Linked DNA regions of Sus scrofa: region 2 is linked to region 1. Evidence: chromatin contacts called from public HiChIP or PLAC-seq data. All regions are on one chromosome and are shown on one strand. The core of a region is the stretch at or near the end of the contact, and the rest is flanking DNA. Distances in the headings are between cores, read along the strand shown.

Region 1 (6,915 bases), core at 1,940-4,439:
GAACCTCTGAGGTATCTCGCTCTCACAGAGACCCAGATCCCGCAGGCCTGGGATGGGGCTCACTTCTAGCTAGCTGCCCTGCAGAAGGCACTGTGGCAGCCCCCTCGCCTGGCTGAGCTGCACCCCAGCAGATGAGCTTGCACAAACGATTTCACGGGCCTGCAATTTCCAGAGCTGGATGGGTGGGCAGCTGGTGCACCTGCCCCCAGGAGACCGAGGAAGGACCCCAGTGTATTGATAGCAGCTGGCTTGACAGACGAAACCCGTTGCTCGTACTGACGTCCCCTCCCAGCCGCGACGGGAAAGCTTGGCTTTGCTGGCTCTGAGGTTGACAGTGCAGAAAAGCTTTGCCCTTCAGCTGCACCGGCTGACTGGGATGAACCGATGGATGGGCCATGTTTCTGAAGGCACCCCAGATGCTCTGCATTCACTGCAACTCAGCCCAGGGGGAGGGTGCCTGCAGCTTAACCACAAACTGGTCCACCAAGTTGTGGGCTCCAACATTCCAAAACTGCTTCCCAGGCCTTGTCTTGTCCCCTGACCTGGATCTGCCCATGGGAGTAAGGTTTCTGCAGGACGGGTGTCTCAGGCAGCAGGACCCACATAAGCAAAGATGGGCCAACAGGAAGGCCAGGGGATGGCCAGTTGCCACCGAAAGGGGACACACCTACGATGGGTTGGGGTTGGTGGATGTCATGTTCTTTAACCTTTGCCGTCCTGACTTTTATGTCCAGCCCACTCCTGGGCAAGGGAGCTCACACAGTGGGCTCTGAAGCTGGAGAGAAATTGCCTCCCCATTTCACGGGTGGGAAAATGAAGACTCGGTGCACGCAGACAACTCCAGCCAAGGCCAAGATGGCCTGAAGCCCTTAGCCCCACGCTTGCCCACCCTGATCCACCAGCTCATAAAACTTCCAAATTCTATTCTCTTGAAGGGAGAGGAGAGAGGGAGGGTCACTGGTCACCTCCTAGGTAGTGTTCACCACGCTGGGTCTTCATATGTTTGTAAAATATAAAATGTCACTTAATCCTCCTCTAAAAATGGTCCCCATTTTGCAGATGAGGAAACAGACCATCAGAGGTAACGTGATGCCCCTTTCGCTCCCTCCTCCTCAGCCTCCTCAACTCTATCCATTCTCCCAGGCTTGTTTCCAATGTCCTCGTCCCCAAGCCTCAGCAGCCACTTCATTGTTTTCCCTCCCCGGGCTCAGGCTTGAGGCAGCAGGGCTCGGGGGGCCACCGTCCCCAGGCGGCCTGGCTGGGGCATCTCCTCAAGCATGGCTCTCACCCAAAACGCCAGCCCACAATGCCAGGAACCGTGATGGATGGGCCGTGCTCCATCTTCTCCACCTCCAAAGCGCTCAGGCCCCAAACCAAGCTGCTCACGGCCCCAACCACACCACAGAGACTTCTCTCGCCCCAGCACCTCACCCTCAGAATGCTCTCGCTCTCCCCCTACCTGCAGACATCCTTTGACAATAGCCTCGGACCCGTGCCAGCTCCTCAAAGTGCTCTTAGTCTACAGATGCTCATGCCAGCCTCTGCAGGCAGAATGGATGATGGTGGCAGTGACGATGGTGATGGTGGTGGTGGTGGTGGTGGTGATGATGGTAAGGATGATAATGATGGCGGTGGTGGTGGTGATGGTGGTGATGATGGTGACAATGATGATGGTGGTGATGATGGTGACAATGATGATGATGATGATAGGGATGGTGGTGGTGGTGGTGATGATGGTGGTGGTAATGGTGATGATGGTGGTGGTGGTGATGGTGATAGGGATAGTGATGGTGGTGGTGATGATAATGGTGGTAGTGGTGTGCTCAGAGAGTCAACCCAGAATGAGTGCTTATGACATGCCAGGCACCATTCTCAGGTGCTTCACAGGTAGAGCCTCATTTTGGTCTTGCAGTAACCTCGAGGTTAGGTTATGATTATCTCCACGTCATTGATAAAGAAGCTGAAGTCCACAAGCATGAGCACCTCACCCCACATCACACAGCCAGCAAGTAGGGGTTGTTTCCATTTTACAGAAACAAGAGACTCTCAGAGAATCTTCAGAGGCAAAGGCTGAAAGAGACCAAGGTTCACCTAGACCACGCCTTTGAGGGTTCAGATAAGGAAACTGAGGTGCAGGGTCACCTGGGAGTGGACAGCTCCATGCCCTCCCCTCCCCTGGCCCAAGCCAACACTCGTGAGGAGTGAGGCCGAAGGACATGAGTCCAAACCCGGGGTTTGCCTCTGATCTGTCGCCATCACCCAGAGCCTGGATCTCTCCATCTGTAATGAGATGGAGTATGTGAGCCCAACACATCCCAGGGACACTGTCTGATGGGCAGGTGACCAGCCCACAGCCACAGGCCGGCTCTGGTTGGACTAGGTCTCAGGGCCCAGCTTCTGGCCCGGCCCAGCCTACTGCCCCCTGCGACTCAATCACCACTGTCTCTCTGCTGACCAGTGTCCAAACCCCGTGGGCCTGATCCACAACACGGCCGTGCTGGACAAGGGCAAGGGCAGTCCAGGAGGGCAAAGGACAAGCAGGGGCACAGAGTGTGGAGCCCACTGGTCGGGAACGTGGATGTATAGGCAGGCAGCACAGCCAGGCTCTCCAGCACTCATCTTAGGAGGTCTCGGGCACCCTGTTGGAGCGTAGAGGAACCATGGAGCAGACGTGTGTTCAAGGTGAGAAAAGGGGTCAGGTCTAAAGCTGGGGGTCTGGCCCCTCCAGCAGCCAGAGAACTAGTTATAATTAAGACTAGTTATAATTACGACTATGCTCACTGCACATGGTAAGGAGTCGGACAGTTGCTGAATGGATTTGATGAATAAATGAATAACCCAAGTGACGATCACGCCTCGCTCCCCTGCCTGTCCCCTCCCCAGCCAGGGTGCCTGAGCCTGGAACATTCTCAGTCTGCTGGGCCCCAGCCTGGGGGCTCTGGGGCCTCCCCCAGGAGAGGTCAGGCCAGGCAGAGGGCCAGCCTGGGCAGGAAGTGGGCAGGAGGAAGGAGAGACCTTCCCACAGCCCTGCCGGCTGTGGAGGGGAGGCAGGGCCGTCAGGACAGTGCGGGCGGGGAGAGGAAAGGACACCGCATCTCTCGGGGCTCGGCCACCATCTTAGCAGATGGAGCGCACGTGTGAGGAAGAGGCTGGGATGGGGAAGGAGGGGGCCGCCCCGCCTCAGCCAGATGTGGTCTCCCCACATTCCTGAAGAGCCACCGCTGGACCACGTGATGGACGAGAAGTCTCCGCCGGCCACTGGGGGGAGGGGATGGCAGCTTCAACAGCAGCCCCCACCCCCAGTCAACTCGCGGGGCCAGTCTCTCCCCTCCCCCATCAGCTCAGGATGACACATGGACCCGCAGGAAAGGGGCCACAAAGCCTGGCCCGCTGAGCAGCGGAAAGCCAAGCTGAAGTCACTGGCAGAGGGACTGACTCAGAGATTTTTCACTTCCTGTGCAGTCACGGAAAGAGGCTCCGGGGCTCCAGCTCTAGGGGAAACGGGGTGCAGCCCCAGTGAAACAATTTAGTCTCCTGGGACAGCCCTGGGGCTTCTGGGGAGAAAGTCCTAGAGACTCCTGGGTAGCAAGAAACTAGGTTGGAATCCTGCCCCTGCCACTTCCCAGCTGTATGACTCTGGGCAAGTCAGCCACCCTCTCTGGGGCTCAGTGGCCTCATCTGTGCGATGGGAAGCACCCCACCCCTTTAGAGGGTGGTTGGGAGAGGTACCTGAGGTGGTGCAGTGTGATCGAGAACACCTAGTCCCACCCCGACACTCCACGGCTCAATCTGATCTGGAGAATCCCACGGCTGGCTCCAGTGGCCAGACCTCAGAGAGCTGGGAGGACGCCCCAGGAATGGTCCACACCTTTCAAGGGGAGGCGGGCTGCCGGCACACCCAGGCCAACTCACTCAGGTGATGGGAAGCAAAAGCTCAGGGGAGGCTGGAGTGCAGAGCCGTCAGTGGAAAACTTCATTCTGGGCCAAGCGTGGGCCCTGCCTCGGGCGGAGGGCAGAAGGGTGGAGGGCAATTGCTCCCCTGGCATGGGGAGCTCACCCACTGCAGCACAGCCAGGTACAGGCTGCCAGGGGAGGGGACCGCTGCAGGGTGGGGTGGGGGTGGATGTGCCCTGCCCTAGCCTCACTGCCCTGACTGGCAGGTCCTTCTCTAGACTGACATCCGAGCTGGAGAAGGAGACTGCTGGCACAAAGCAGACCAGAGGGACCCTCCTTCCAACGCAGTTTCACAGAAGCCCACGGGTAACACAGTGGGCAGAAGATCAGGGCTGGCACTCACCCCTTAGCTTCTGCACAGCTCCCAACAGCTCAAAAAAAATCACAACTGGATCAGCTTCCTCATTCCACACTACCCTGCTTGTCTAAGACTATAACAATTCACGGTTGTGGCAGAAAAAATCACAGAGGAACCAAAAGGGCAGTGGGAGTGGGGGCGGGGCCAGGAATGCACCGCGAGCGAGAGCCACCCCCCCCCCCCCCCCCCCGCCCCCAGCAGCCAGTGCTGAAACACGTGGAGTCTCTCCTCTTTTGACTTCCTCCTCGTATCTGGTTTGCGCTAAGGATCTTCTCTCTCCAGTAAAAGGAGGGCCGAAACCCCCAGCCTGTGAGCGGAGAGGCGCCCCCATCCCAGCAAGCCCCGCTCTCACGGGTACCTCCCAGCACGGCCTCCCCCGCCCCCCGCGCCCTCACCATCCTACCCCTGGACTCTGGGGCCCCCTTGGGCACCGTGCCCCTGATCCGGGGAAGGGACGCCTCGCAGACGTGCCCATCAGAGCCCCAGCTGCCCAGCTGTACTCCGCGGCTCAGAAGGAAACACAAATTAAATGTCAACTGATTGTCTCCGCGGAGGAGGTATTAATTTAATGTGAACACTTAACCAGGGCAGCCGATTCCATTACAGGCGGGCGGTAATGGCCCAGCAGCCCCAGCACAGGCTGTGAGCTGGTGATGGGCCGGGTTGAGCAACCACCACATCAAGTGTGCACCTCTCCCCAGCATGCTGCCACTGCACGCGCACATACACACCCCCCCCCATACACACACACACACCCAGGCCCACTTTTCAAGCTGGAACAGCAGATGCTTTCAGGGATCTCAGCGGAGAGGTCTGTGCAAGGCTCCTCCAGAGGAGCAGGGAGTCTGATGTCCACAGGGAGGCACCCTGTAGAGGAGAAGGTTCTGAGCAAGGGAGCAGGAGATCCTGGTTCAAGTCCCAGCTCTGTTGTTGATCCACCGCACCACCCCAGCAAGTCCCTTCTCCACCTGGGCCTCAATCTGCCCAATGATAACATAATTCCTAAGAGTTCCTCTGGATGTGACACTGTGCAGCACCATTTGCAGACCTTGGATGCGGCCCTTCCTTGGAGCCTGAAAGAGGTGACAGCCTCAGGGGATGTCACTGCATCCAGAGTCATCCTGAATAATGGTGTGGGGCCTTTGGCCCCTGCCGTCACCGCTGGTGACCAAGCAGGGGGAGTGGATGGTGGCCTGCAATGGTTCCTCGCTGTCCACTCACTCACCCAGTCGGCTTGGCCCTCATAGAATCAAGGATGATAGGAGTCTCCGCCAGCCCCACCAAGAAGGGCAGAAACTGAGGATGTCGTCTGCCTCTGTGTGGTCCCTGGAGGGCCCGCTGACCACCAGCTAGAAACCTCAGCTCTCCTCTGTGCAATGCGGGTAGCGATCCCACTTTGTGGGGTTCACGAACATTAAGTGAGCTCATGTGAAGGACACAGGCACCCTTGCTGGACAATGGCTGTTGTCATCGCTGGTACTATCCTGCCTGTGCTTGTCTGGGGGAGGCGGGACGGGTGGGTACGTAAGGCCTGGACAACCTAAGCAGGGACACTTCTCTATCCTGCCCTGACCCTCTGGGGACCTGGAAGCAGCTGAGAGAGGTGGTGAATGAGGTTTCCCAGCAAGGAGGTGAATGCAAGCCCCTGCAAGCCCCAGGACCGTGGGGCTGAGCCGTGTGGAGGCATCCCCCTCCCCCTTCCTGTATCAGTGACCACGGGTACCTCTTCCAGGGCAGCTGGCCTATGGGGCTCCCACCAGGCCTTGGGAGAGGTGGGAGGGAGAGCCCGCAAACCTGTCACTGGATCACAATCCCTGGGTCCACCCCGCAGCCCCAGGCAACAAGACAGCCAGTATTGTACATGCATCCCGGTCTCTGCCCTGAACTTGCTGTGTCACCTTGGGCAAGTCGCTCCCCCTCCTCTAGCATCGCTTCCCCATTCTTAAAGCAATGGTGTCAAACGAGATACATTCGAAGGGCCCACCCACCCCACCCAGGCCAGGAAACAATTTCCATAGTGCCCGGACAAACACCCCACGGTACCGGCAATGCTAGCAGATAAACCACAAGGTCTCCAAGGCAATGGGGACACCAGCCTTTGAGCTCCAAGCAGTGAGCGCAGAGGAAAGAAGGGCAGGGGCTCTGGAGCCAGAGGGTCCTGGGATCAAACCCCAGCTACACATCTTGCAGCTCTGCAGCCTGGAGCAGACTGCTGACCCTCTCTGAGCCTTGGTAAGATCACCCACCTCACAGGGTTTTCTGCAAATAGTCAATGGCCTCATGTATGACAGGCGAAGTCAGTGGCATCCTCTTCATGACCTCCGTGATCAGAGAGACTGGAAGGGTGGTCCTGGACCCACAACACAAGTGATAGGGCCAGACATGACCTCAGGACTGGCTGACCCCAGAGCCTCTATGCCACCATAACCACCACATCAATGATGAGAATGAGAATGAACTGGCTGCCGCTGTCACCTGGCTGGGGGACCAGGGGCACATGGACATGGAGGTGGCCGAGGGAAAGGAGCCAGATGCTGAGAGTGCTGATTCGACCGCCAGCAAAACCCAGCAAGTGTCCTGCTGCAGCCTCCATGCCCCAGACG
Region 2 (6,683 bases), core at 3,631-6,130, 200 kb after region 1:
TTCTTGCTCTTCTTCGTGGATGATTTTGACTGTGCTGCGGCCTGTCCAGAACTGGCAGCCACAGGGGCTGAGGAGGCAGCGGTGGCGCTGGAGGAGCCTGCGAGGCCGCCAGAGCGGCGAGCACTTTGCTGCCACACAGAGCGCAGGAGAGCAGCTGCAGCAGCACCGGAGACACGCCCTCGTCCACCAGGAAGCTGACTTGGAGGAGGAAGTAGAGGACGGCTGTGGGCAGAGGAGACAGGGGCGCTGAGACAACTGTGACACAGACAGCACACACCCACCCATACCCACACCCGCACGACTAGGAGGCCTTCTCCACACGCTGGGGCTACCCCACTCCCACCACCTTCCTTGTCCAGGTTCTCTGCTGGACGTTGTCGAGAGGAGAACTCACACCCTCTGTGGAAACACCCGACTGAGCACTGCAATCACTACAGAGATGGGCACCTGCACCCACTCATTTGAACAAGACGATCCTCACTGTAGCACCCCAAGTTTTGTCTATGGACCCTTTAAAGTTTTTACTTCTCTTCCTGGCTGGGCAGAGTTCTGCCTCTCTTGCTCAAAGCTCTATCTTAAGCACCCAGTTTAGTGCTTGGCATAGAGTGGGCCTCAATGAATAGTTCTCGAAGAAATGAAGGACTAACAGCAACCAAAGGAAGAGCCACTGCTTACAGTCGTCCTTGATGCAGAACTTCTGCCAGTTGACAGTTCGCTGGGCAGCAATCTCTGCACACGCTTTCAGGTGCTCCATCTGAAATGGAAACAGGTCACCAGAAATAAGTCACCCCACCACACTGCCCACACCTGCTGCCTTGAGTGTTGGCTTCGGGTTACAAACACTTGTCGTCTGTACAAGACTGACCCAGTGTCCTAGTGACCCTGGGACCAAGGCCCACACTCTGCGGCGCTTACTGAGCCTCCTATCTTCTAGGCCCCACCACCCAAAGGCCCTTTGTTTTCAGGGATCCTTCAGAACACTCAATAAAGCAGCAGCCAAGGTAGGCCATGACCTAACTCCACAATCCAGGTTTATTCTTTTTCTTGCTAAAAACACTACGGTAAGTGCTCTGGATTAGGAGTTGATGTTCGTTCGTTTTTTTCTTTTTTTTTTTTTTTGTCTTTTTAGGGCCGTGCCCTTGGCACAGAAAGGTTCCCAGGCTAGGGGTCAAATTGCAGCTATAGCCGCTGGCCTATGCCACAGCCACAGCAACTCGGGATCTGAGCCGTGTCTGCGACCCACACCACAGCTCATGGAAACACTAGATCCTTAACCCACAGATGGAGGCCAGGGACTGAACCTGCATCTTCATGGATACTAATCAGATTCATTTCCGCTGAGCCACAATGGAAACTCCCGAAGATGTTCTTTCTAGATGTTCTTATGCAATATATTCGATTCACTCCCCAAAGTCAAACAATTTATCTCGGGTGGTGATAAATAATTTTAGGACAAAAATGAGAGGTGCACAAATCTCAGGTTGATCCCATCTGTAATGTGAGCAAATGACACTGGGAAGAAGCCCAAGCACCGCTCCTCATAATGGAAGAACCACTGCCAGGCAGGGGCGGGATCAGAGAGGGGAGATCCTGGACCCTGAAGGCAAGTTCACACGGCACAGCACCCTGCCGGGTACCACAGGCTGACCCTGACCTCGGCCCTGGCCAGATGTTCTCTAAGCGCTGACAAGCCCTGAGGGTGCTGCTCCATCCTGTTACCTACTTTGTTGAGCCCCAGCACACACCCTCTCCCTGTCCGACTGCCCCTCACCGGCCGTACCAGGCTGATAAGCGTGTCATACTGCAAGGCGGAGCCTGAGCTGGCCGTGACCACGCTCGCCCGGAGGAATATCCCCTGCTCCTCCAGCAGCTTCTTGATCCCACGCACATGGGAGTCCAGGGTGTGCAAATCCCGGAGCTGGCGGTACTTCTCCTTTGACCCACAGATGAAAAGCAGAAGTTTGCGGACTTGCCGGCGCACAAACGGGGTTTGCTGGATCATCAGGTACTTGAAGGGAGAAAGAGCACAAAGTGTCAATGACTCTGGAACTGTACATGCACAAGCCGTGGCCCTCTGGGTTTTCATGAACTATTATTAAAAACTGGTGAGGAACACAAACCAAGCTATGTCCTCACAGTCAGGCTACCTCCTGGTGAGCTTCAGTAACCCTTAGAGGGACAAGAAGAAAGGCATAGAAAGACAAATGTCCAAAAGGGGGAAAGAGCGGTATTCCTGCTACCCCTGTGAAGAACTGAGGGATCTACAGGGAAGCTGGCCTCCACTCTGGCGCACTCAGAGTGAAACTCTGTGGGAAAGAGATTCAGAATCCCCGGTCCAGGTCAAAGAGGTGGGCAGAAGCTCCACAACATGAAGAGGTCATCTGGGGTTTGCTAACATTAACCTCACACTTGCTGTGTGAGTTATTAGACTGTCTTCTCTCAGTTCCAAACCCACCCTGTTCTGGGATGTCCAGTCCAGAGCTACGCTAAATGAACTGCTGCTCTGCAGTGGGTTCCCTGAGGGTCTGCCAACGGGAGCATGGGAGGGACGCCAGAAGGCCAGAGGAAAAGGGACTCGCTCCTCCCTGTTTGCCTGCCGTCCTAGCAGCCCTTCACCCTGGCGGCCTCCAGCATTTCTTCAGTCAAGGACAAACCCGGCGCACGGGGTCCTGTCCATCAGCTCCTTTCACACCTGCAGAACCAAGCACCCTGCAGCCCCTGAGACCTCGGGGTGGTGCTGCAGCAGCCCCTCCTCAGATCCCCCAGGCCTCTCCTCCCCATTCGTGGGGCTGCTGGCAGCTGCTTCTTGCGGTGACTATCTCTGCGTCACCTCAACATTCCCTTGTTATCTTTTTGGTTCTTCAACAGCTGTTTAACCCATTCTCTATATTAAAACCTCCCAGTTACTTTAACTAGGACACTTTTCCGTTTTCCAGACAGAGTCCGGACTGCTAAACTTGTCCGTTATGACCACGTGTGGGCGAAGTTAAATGTACGGAAGCAGAGACGAGAGTGGACGGCCTGCTTTGATGGCCATCTTCCACGGTCTCACTACTCTCCGGAAGGGCGAGACCTAAATGGTGGGGGGACTCTGCTGGGGAAATACCGCACGAGGGTCAGGGCACAAGGCGGCCACAAAGGCAGTCACAGCTGGCGGATCCTCTGCTCGACTGGCACCTTCACTTACCTCTGAGAGAAAGTAAAACCACGAATGATCAAAAACGGGAGGTGGGATTCGAGAATTGGTGTCGGCGATCTTCTTGATTTGGTAGGGCAGCCTCAGGACCATCTCCGTTAGGAGCTGAGTGTAGGCCTCAAACACATCAGCAGCGTGGCCCTGGGAGAAGAACACTCGTGTAAAAACCTGTGACTGACAAGCTTCCGTGGCCAGAGTTAGAAAAGAGGCCAGCTTACTGCCGACTAGGTACCACTTATGCTGGAGATGGTAAGTGGTGCCTTTCAAAACTGGAGCCATCACGGACTGACAGTTTAGTTTACACACCCCCCAAAGGCCCCCGGCTCCTGGGGCAATTTCATTACAGGCAAAGGTTATGGTGGAAGCAGATCTCACTGCTCTTTAAAGTTCTCACATTTCACTCTGGTTTTTGACACTGGATTGATTTTTACTCTGCTTACATAAAAATTAGATTAGGGAAAAAAGAGAACACATAGTAGTGGAGAAGGATTTCTGACTTTCTGTGTCATCGAACTGGGGGTTGAGAGGAATAACATATGGTCTTTGCTGATAGTCTGGACGGAAGGACTCCACGCAAGCCCAGGGACCAGGGAAAGGCTACCTGGACCAGACTGGACAGCAGGGAAGTGTGCGTTGGGGAAGGAGCCAATGCCTGAACTGGGTCCTGAGGAAAGACAAGGAATAACGAGCTGGGGAAAAGATGGGATGCAGAGGAGAGGAAAGAACTTCAGAAGGGACAGCATCTACGAAGGTAACAGCCACATGAGGAGAAACGCAGAGATCAGCAGGGCTGCATGCAGGGTGCTGCAGGTGAGGAAACAAGAGTTAAGTAGACAGGTGGATCCACAAAGAAGTTTTTGACCTAAAAGTTATAATAGAAAACTCGCAAAAGGTTATAGAAAAGAGAAGGACATGACCAGATTTGCATTTTATCCCCTTACATTCCCACACTACTCAAAACTGATTATGGAATAAGAGCCAGCCCAGGCCACGCTACTCCACTACAGGGACTCAAGTGGGACAGAAATGGTAGTAATTAACATTTATGAGCCACACTGGCATGTGCCAGGCACTGTACTTCACAAGCATCACCTCGTTCAGTGCTTACAACAAGTCTATAAAGCAGATTCATGTGCAGCCTCATTTTCCAGGTGTACACACTGAGGCTTACTGAGGTCAGACAAAACTTCTCCAAGCTTCACGGCTGGTAGGTGGCAACATCTGTTCCCTGAGACCTGTTCCCAGACTCACCTGACCAGAAAGCCCATCTTCTCAACTAGCCTGATACAGGGCCTCACGACAGCAGGGGGAGTACGTGACATTCGTGGCTCCATCTACACTACTCACAGAGGGTGAAGAGGAGAGTGACAGTTCTCTGGCTGAGGGACAGGAGTGGGCCACTGTCGGGGAAGGGCCTCACCTTCACGTACTGGCGGAGGAAGAACGGGCTCATGTCGGGTGGGGATGACGTAGTGTGCGGTTTTAGCAACTGGCTGGTAGCCACGGGCTCCTCATCATTCTGCTGGCTCTTCCAATACTCCAGCAGGGACTTGAGCACGTGCAGGCAGTAGTCCACAGCCCCTGAGCTCAGCAGGGCTGCTGCCGTGGCACTGGAGATGAGGGAAGACGACTGGGGAGAAAGAGGGAGAAGCTGAGAATGGCCTGTAAAAGCTGTGTGTCATCCAGCTGTGGGGGTAGGAGACCCGCTCACAGGAGTCTGAGAATGCGCATGGTCATGGGAGTGAGTGAGTCAGTCTCTTGAGTTAGAGAAGTTTCCCAACCAGCTCAAACATTTCCCCAACTCTTTGGAACAACAGCATGGTAACGGAGAACAAAGAAACACTAGTTCTCAACTCTAATCTCCCTACTCATACGTGCCAGAAGCCAGGGAGGCAAGGAGTTGATAACCTTTCCACCTGGAGGGAAGAGGTTTTTTCTTTTCCCATGGGCAACTAGGAAAGAAGCCCATTTCTTTCAAGAAGAGAGAAAACTTTCCCCTATAGGCCCTTCTCAGCAACCCCACTCTCCAAGTAGGGGCTCTTCCCACAGCTTCCACAGGAGATGGGGTGGGGATCACATGAATAAAAAAGTAGGAGAAAAGCTACTGTAAATAAAACCATTAGGAGAGCCTTGCAAATCCCAGCAAACCCCACGGCTCGTAAGCTCATTAGGATGGGACGCAGTTCAGCCTCCATTTCTACCTTCCCTGCTCTGTGTTAATCTCCTTTCCACCCCGCACGCGCTGCTTTTTCTCTGCGTTATTACCATACCTTATAGCGACGCACAGAGGGGAATCCTCTTAGCCATTCTGCGCCTTGCAGAACAGTCCCTGCTTTTCAATAATGGAACTTCCAAACCCTTTAACCCCTCCAATGGAGGGATTGTTGGAAAAGATCAGAGCTTGGAAGGGATTCTGAAAGAGGTGGAGGCTCTGCTCCTGAAGAGGTGGGTGACAGCTTAGAATCTTACTCCTCCCGAGCGACAACGGCCTTGCTCTAACAGAGGGCTATCCCCTCTGCCCCTCGTCCTAGCACCCATCAGACATGAGCTCAAGGCTAAATACCTCACATATGGAAGATTTGGATCCGGACTTGGTCCTGGACATGAAGACACTCAGGAGCCTCATCACCACCAGGTGGACCTCGTTCAGGGCGCTGCGCTCGTTCTTTCTGGAGACATCCTGCAGGCGGAGGCGGAGCCCAGAAGACCACACTGACTCCAGCCTTGAGGGATCCTCTCAACAAGACCCCTTGCCACCCTGTGCCCACTGATGCTAACTATTCCTCCCATGGAATCAGAGACTAAGCAGGCCCCAGCGTCCCTGGATGATCCAGAGCCTGACACAGCCAGGAAGCCATGGTAAGAGACAAACAACCAATTTGCTGTTTACACCTTGAACAGCTACAAAAGGTCCATGAGGACAGGGACGCATGCACAGCCAGATCCAAAAGTATGTCTGGGCCAAAGTAGGCACCAAAACATCTTTGACGAATCAATAAGACTGCAGTCCTCAGGGTCACCCCCTGAAACTAGGTGAAGCTTCTTTAAAAGAGGAATGAAAAACTGAAAACTTGTCTCGCCAATCCCTGCTTATCACACAGTGTGACTCAAATTTCACCTTCTTATCCATGCCCAGTTCAGCAATAAGCTGGGACAGCAGGTTGTCCAGGGCACCCTTGTCCTTCTCATCTTCCCCATCCAGATCTGTAGTAAGCATCAGAATGACCTGGAAGTCAACAGAGAGATAAAACATGAAAGCCAGTTCCCCGAAGAGCAACAACACTAAACAAAGAGGTTTCCAAAGACCCCTTGGGTTTCCTGACTTCTCTGTCAATCATGTAACTAAATCCACGAAAAGGTTCTAAGTTTCAAGGTAATCAAAGTTGAAGTGTCCAGAGGCAGAAGAGCCCAGTTTTGGTAGATGCCACCCTTGGCATCACAGAAAATGTTCTGCAAAAAGTCTGCAAAACTAACTAACCTACATCTT

What was found. HiChIP or PLAC-seq counts read pairs in DNA pulled down with a chosen protein or histone mark.
Region 2: a contact with region 1 is called in an H3K27ac HiChIP or PLAC-seq map of alveolar macrophages. The contact joins two enhancer-like sites. A contact is called at or near these places in 2 of 2 datasets of contacts at active chromatin or transcription factors (alveolar macrophages and skeletal muscle).

The regions. Positions count from the first base shown.
Region 1 is chr6:77,424,397-77,431,311 of Sscrofa11.1, forward strand. All of the region lies in intron 1 of IFFO2 (intermediate filament family orphan 2), which reads right to left. Among named protein-coding and RNA genes, the nearest start is that of ALDH4A1, 24 kb to the left of the region's middle. Within about 2 kb of position 3,190, at least 42 of the 83 cell types and tissues checked have an H3K27ac peak or open chromatin away from gene starts, as enhancers often do. A contact at or near this core is called in alveolar macrophages, where this site is marked.
Region 2 is chr6:77,619,806-77,626,488 of Sscrofa11.1, forward strand. It overlaps UBR4 (E3 ubiquitin-protein ligase UBR4), which reads right to left. Exons shown (of 108, transcript XM_021095464.1): 62 at 6,315-6,422; 63 at 5,760-5,876; 64 at 4,617-4,826; 65 at 3,188-3,337; 66 at 1,781-2,008; 67 at 676-754; 68 at 103-222; 69 at 1-100. Among named protein-coding and RNA genes, the nearest start is that of UBR4, 85 kb to the right of the region's middle. Within about 2 kb of position 4,881, at least 6 of the 83 cell types and tissues checked have an H3K27ac peak or open chromatin away from gene starts, as enhancers often do. A contact at or near this core is called in alveolar macrophages, where this site is marked.